Linked DNA regions of Rattus norvegicus: region 2 is linked to region 1. Evidence: chromatin contacts called from public Hi-C data. All regions are on one chromosome and are shown on one strand. Each heading gives the region's core, a stretch centred on a gene start, on an enhancer-like site or on the middle of the called end of the contact. The rest is flanking DNA. Distances are from core to core; before and after follow the strand shown. Region 1 has its middle 280 kb from the start of Lratd1. Region 2 holds the start of LOC134479342.

Region 1 (3,121 bases), core at 272-2,771:
CAACAAGCAAGCAAACAAACAAACCCAGTAGCTGATGTCTTGAAACACTGATAAGGGATTTTGAGCCCCAATGTCACATGCTAGCTTAAAAAATTGTAGTAGCTATTTCTGAATTTGTGCTTCCTGAACAAAAATTATTCTGAAGTTGTGGAATCATTAAACTAGGGTGGAGACAAGAGCGGGGGCAATCAATATCTCATTACATCTCCAGGGGTTTCTAAAGCAGTGGATACGGGAGAAGAGATGCTCTTAAGAAGAAAAATGGTGCACATAAACGGCTCGGTAAAATAAGGGATTCCACATTTTACTTAGAAAAAAAAACATAGTGTACATTTTAGTGGAGAAAAGTGGATATTTAAATAATTTATCAAACTTCTTTCCTTGGGGAAAATGCAGCATGATAACATCTCCATAACTCTCCAGAATGGACTCCATTTTTAGTTTCCATAAGTAGGAAAGGGCCGGAAGTATGAAAGACTGAAAAAGACAACGGAGAAAACTGAGCTCGCACTCAGAAGTCCCTTTCCATTTTATCACCATCCTGGCAGCAATGGAGACAGTCACACCAGACGCTTGTGCCCCGGGGCTTGACTATCAGACTACCGGAACCGGGGATCCCCAAAGCGAACTTTCCCCAGGAGTGTCATGCTAGCGAAGGAAAAACCTGAGGCTCTTGTATCTACCTGAAGGGGAGCTATCTCCTGGAAAAAGGATTTCACGCAGCTCTGACAACTTGTTATATCACTTTGCAGGAGAGACCGTGCTGCGATGATAGGTGGGGTGACACCTTGACAAAGACGGCTTAGTTATAAATACTCTGACTCTTTATTTGGACCTAAACTTCAAATTTTAATACCAAAGATTGATGGGGGTGTGTGTGTCACTGCTCCTCTCTTCCCTCTTCCAAATGTGTTCACATAAATATACTCCCATTTCTTTCTTTTAACTCTTGTTTGTTGAATTGATGAGTTAAGGTTAAGTGGCCTATTGTGGCTCACTTCTGAGCACAACAATTCTGGTCACTGCTAGTTGAATGATATCAGGCCAATTTCCTTCACAGAGGTCTAGGTTTCTGCTTGGGAGGGACGAGGGGAAGGAGGATACATTCAGGCACTTGGGAGTCACATGATTTGCAAGGTCCAAGTCCACTTCCCTGCGTACCACAGAAACTTCCGATCAGGGCTTACAAATCTCTGAACCTTTTATTTATGTGTGTATGAATTTTGTGAAGTTGTATAACAACACAGAACCTCTGAGGTAAAATGCTTATACATTGTCCGCAGTGTTGTCATGTACAGCGAAGGACAGGAGCATACTGTGGTACATTATCCTCCACCTCCTCAAGGGTCTGAAGATTCTGCTGACCGACAGGCCCGGCTGGAGACCTCCCACCCCCTAACTGAGGGCCTGCGAGATCGGGAAGATAGTGGTGGCTGCTGTGGCTGCTGCAGTACTGATGAACAGTCACACAGTCCCTGTGTGACGCGTTGCGATTCTCACACAAGATCTGAGTCAAAAGAAGTGGCGAGAGCACTCCGCAGAGCTTTTCTTAGCAGCTAATTGGTTTGTGGTGCTCAGGATGAGCTTCCAGATATATGCTGTGAACCTCCCCCAGAATGCTGAGGAAAATGTGTTCTGTGTAGGAGGATAGGAAGGAGAATGACTAAGGAAAAGATTGTATTGCCACGAGAAACAGAATAAAACTGCTCTTTAATTTCAAACACTATATGATCAAGCTTAAAAAGCTTGATATTGAGAATATAATGAATGTTGGTATTATTAGCATACAGCACAGCATCTTAGCTGAGCTGAAGAAGGATGTCTGACACCTTGGAGGGTCAGGATGAGGTAAACCCCCTCCCCACACGTGTCGTAAAGCCTTGTGGGAAATCCTCACTCATTACACTGTTGAGACTTAGATAGAAAGGCCAATTCCTTTAACTTACACTATGGCATTAGTGATTTCTAGAACAACTTTTTCTACCACCATTGTGTTGTTTGTTTGTTTGTTTGTTTGTCTGGTAAAAGAGAGTTGAGGTTTGTTTGTTTGTTTTTTGGTTTTCTTTTTCTATTCTTAGCATATAACTTCTTACCAAATTAATATTTACGTAGTACAACAATAAAAGCAATGCGTCTAGCAACAAAGTCACACAGCAGTTCCTCATTTCCCTCCGCCATGCCCTAAGATCTGCCTCCGAGAATGAGCTTCTTTTCACTGTATTGGATACTTATTTTAGAATTTCTTTCCTTATTTCTATATAATGTACTTACCATTCCATGTTTTTTTTTTCTGTTAAGTGATATATTGCACATTGACTTTCTCGTGTGAAATAAAGGGTTTAGCAGTCTCATGTCTCCTCTCTGTGCTTATAGCATTCAACCTCTCTCCTCTGCTTGCCTCAGTGTCACACATTCCAGGCTTGTGTTAAATCCACCTTCACTGTTAAAATCTTTTAGTCTTATGTAACACTGCTCTAAGAGGATCTATATAACTTTCTACGTGTCATTTTTATTCATACAATTTCCAACTTTTCTTTGAGTTCATCATGACTCTCTTCTATTGCTAACTTTGCTATGGAGTGACTGTTAGCCATTCTTAATTCTTAAATTTTACAGGGAGTCAAGCATAGTAGTTATGGGTTCCAGCCCTGTTCCTGGCTGCACGTATGCCCGCTCCAGTTTAGATACATCTCTGACATTGGTGGACTTACCTTCCACTCATCAGGGACATACTTTTGTATGATTCCCTGTTTTCTGGATCCTACATACTCTTATTGCTTGGCTTACTTTCTCCTGTTTGTGGAACACATACTTTAGTGGCTTTTTGAGTAAAGCACGTATAAGATTTATTTTTCTAGTCTCTACAAGGCTAAGGGTAGCTAAAATATGACCGATGATATAGTCTTAAATTTTGGAATCATGAAATACTCTCCCAAGTAATCTTTAGATGCTGGGTAAAAGGGAAAATTGGTTTTGAGATAAGTAAACTCTTTATGGAAAAAGAAATTTGTCATACCAGTCAGTCCCAGTGGGAAACAGACCTCCATTCAAAAGTTCCAACTAAAGACTTTATTAAAGTAACTACAACTACCTTCTCCCTAAGTAATTTTATATCATTAAT
Region 2 (3,121 bases), core at 410-2,909, 280 kb after region 1:
CTTCTAAAATGTGTCTAGCACATAGAATCAAGTAACGATCAGTTAGGCTGGGGTTGTACCCCTTGGAGAAAAATCCACAAACTCTTGCCCAAAGGAAGGAGCTTCACATAACCTTCACGTTTTGAAAGACACACATTCTGTCCTGCTTCTAAGAGCGCTTCCCTGTTCTCAGAAATAAACAGCAGGACAAGCTACAAAAGAGGGCCCCCGAATCCCATGAACTCTAGATTCCTTTCAAGGGGAATCAAGAGGTGAGGACAAGGGGGAGGGCAATGCAAAGATGAAATGGTAATGATATACAGCATAAAGAAAAGACCCCTCGTGGAACTTGCTAGCAATTTTCACCAAAGCAGCAGACCCTTGAACTGACAAAAATTCAGTATAATATACACACTAATGAACAGCTCCACCGTTGCAGGCCTGCTTTGTAAAGCCAGGAAAAAAAAAGTAATAACTATAATATCCCCCAAACAGAATTCTCATAAGAGTTGAGAAAAACCAGAGTGAAAGCAATGTCAGCTAAGGTCTTAGCTAAATTCCACTCCTAATGGCCCCCGGTATTTAAGCTATCATGGATTAAAGCCATGAAAATAAAAATTTCAATTTGAAATTTCATTAGCATGTTGCTAAAAATGATCAAGAGAAGCGTCGACACTGTAGGCTTTGTTGATATCGTTGGAAAACTGCTGTTTCATTTTACAAACAATCTCCACCTCCCCCCGCCTTCTAAGATCTTCTGGTTAGGAAAAGCCAAACTAAAGACACTGGCTAGGCTGTCCTAATGCTGGTTTCTGGAATGTTGTAGATCTTCCCTGCCTCCCTCTTCTTCAGTCCCTCAGAAAACAGGACTCTGTGAGTGAGGAGGGAAGCAATCATGGGCAAAAAGCCTCCTCCTTCCTAAGTTCAAGTGCCCACACACCAGGTGAATTAGCTCCTTTTCCGGAGCCGGCAAGCCCTCCTCTCCCAAAGAAGTGCTTCAGCCATTTTCCTCCCGGGACCCAGAAGGCTTTCTTTCTGGCAAGTGTTGGTCAAGCCGGGGATGGCATCTACTTCCAGTTGTACAAACGGGAAGCCAAACCTATCTAGCTCAGCCGGAAGCCTGGAATGCTTTGTCAGGAGACTCTGGGGCTGGAGAGCTGCAGGACAGTGCTGGGCAGCCTCAGGGTAACCTGGAGTCCCTGAAGTGCTCCCAAGTACACAGAGACAGGCTCGGTTTCATGGGAATTCTGATATCCCAGGACACACCACTCTCCACTCGGGAGTTGAATTGTGTCCCCAAAAGACTAATTCTCACCTCCGTCTGGTCTGTGTGTGCGCATCTGGGGATAGTGGTGACGGTTCCCTGTGACTAAGGATATTTGCCCTGTCTGCTGAAGAGTCACTGACCCTTGGCTCGCTGGAAAGGTAGTGTCCTTGCTCCCCTTTTGCCCACTCCCTCTTTCCCTTCACAACCCAGGGGAGAGGTGCAGGCTGGGTTACCCTGGCACGGTCACCAACACCCGGGCTGTCTTAGGGGTGTGCAGCTGCGCTCGCCCAGTGCGGGGGTTGGTTAGTTCTTGAAGCTTCTAGACGCTGGTCCTGGGCGGGCGCGTTAGGGGGGCGTGGAGTGCAGAACTGCGGGGACTGGAAGGGAGCTCCGGGCGTGGGAACTGGCGCGCCGGGCGGTCCCTCGGAGGCTACTCCTTGTCATCCACAAAGTCCTCAAGCTCCTGAAGCACTCGAAGGCGGCCACTGGCGTCTATGCGACGCTTCTCGCGGATGAGGTCCTCCAGGCTGTGGAACCGAGCCGTATGGACTTTGTTCTCCTCTAGATGCACCTTGAGATAATACTGCTGTTGCGGAGGCTGCGTTCCTGCGGGAACCTCCCCTCCAGCCTTGAACTCGCGCTTTCCAAAGCGGCACCAGGCAGCGAAGCTCTCGGAGTTCGTCCAGCAGATCTCCTCGCTCTTGAGGCCCAGGTGGCCACAGGCGTTCTGCACCACCAACTCGGCCACCAGCGGGCGGTAGCGGTACCAGCTATTCACCACCCGGCCCACGTTGGCCGCGCCCGCCTGGTACAGGCTGTCCTGGCGGATCTCGCCTTGGTGCAGGTGGATGATCTGCCCGCCGCCCACGTAGACGGCCCAGTGAGGGGCTGGCGCGGGCTGCTCGGTCGCCGGCTGTAGCCACAAGAGCTCTAGCAGATCGCCCGGCTCGCAGATCGCGGGCAGCGCAGTGACCGCGTATACACTCAAGTCGGCGCCCTGAGGGCCGCCGGTCACTTTGGAAAAGATGCATTCCTGGCCTCGGAAGGCGGAGAACTGAGTCTCGTTGAGGACGAGCTGGTGCAGCAGGTGGTGATGGTGGCGGCTGGGGCTCTCTGGGCAAGGGCTACAACCTGGAGGGCCCTTCACACCAAACTTGTCCGGCTGCCCGCGTTCGTCCAGGTCCTCCTCCTCATCCGAGAAGAAGTAGGCAACCCCGACTCGCAGCTCGTCCTTCTCAATCCCAGATGGGTCCCCAGTGGGCAACTCGCTGTAGTTGAGGTGGGTGATGCGATCCAGTTGGTTGCCCATCAATGACGCGGCGAGGCCAGGGCCAGGAACTGAGATCTGCCGAGGGAGAGAGGATAGACACCATCAGAGTCCGGAATGACCCTCCTGGTGTCCCCTGCCCAAGGAGTTCAGTTCCCCAAGTGCCTGCAGCTTGTCTAATCACCGGCACTGAAGTCGCCTGCAACAGCCAACTTTGCAGATACTCCCTGGGGGAAAAAAGGGAGGGGGGGGGGACAGAAGAAAGCACCAGTCTCAGGGGCCAGAGCAGACACTATACCAGCTCAGCCAGCCTCTGACTCTGCCCAGGAACCCTGCCCCGTAACTTCCACAGGAGAAACCGCAGGCGGGCTAGAGAGCATGTAAGGTTCAAGTGGGCGAAGAGAGCGCAGGTTGTGGCAGGGTAGGAGATGGTTACCCAGAAGGAAGAGAAGAGTGTCAAGAGAAGCCCCAAGGACCGAAGCTAGAGCAAGCTGAGCTCATTGTGGTCGCCATCCTCTGCAGCCCACCTACTCGTTTTGGACTGGGTCACACCCCATCCCTTACAGCGCCTTGCACAATGACAGACTGGTTTGCAGGCATTCAATTGA

What was found. A called contact is a pair of places that touch in the nucleus more often than the background predicts.
Region 2: a Hi-C map of frontal cortex shows a contact between it and region 1, with 2.7 times the contacts expected there. The contact joins the promoter of LOC134479342 here to the enhancer-like site in region 1. A contact is called at or near these places in 2 of 12 Hi-C or Micro-C datasets (frontal cortex and prefrontal cortex).

Annotation. Positions count from the first base shown.
Region 1 is chr6:42,369,045-42,372,165 of GRCr8, forward strand. No RefSeq gene overlaps it. Among named protein-coding and RNA genes, the nearest start is that of Lratd1, 280 kb to the right of the region's middle. Within about 2 kb of position 1,522, at least 16 of the 93 cell types and tissues checked have an H3K27ac peak or open chromatin away from gene starts, as enhancers often do. A contact at or near this core is called in prefrontal cortex, where this site is marked.
Region 2 is chr6:42,647,076-42,650,196 of GRCr8, forward strand. It overlaps LOC134479342, which reads left to right and starts at 1,660. Exons shown (of 4, transcript XM_063262745.1): 1 at 1,660-3,121. Lratd1 (LRAT domain containing 1) reads right to left here. Exons shown (of 4, transcript NM_001127299.1): 3 at 3,066-3,121; 4 at 1-2,591. The coding sequence starts at 3,113. The coding sequence ends at 1,677.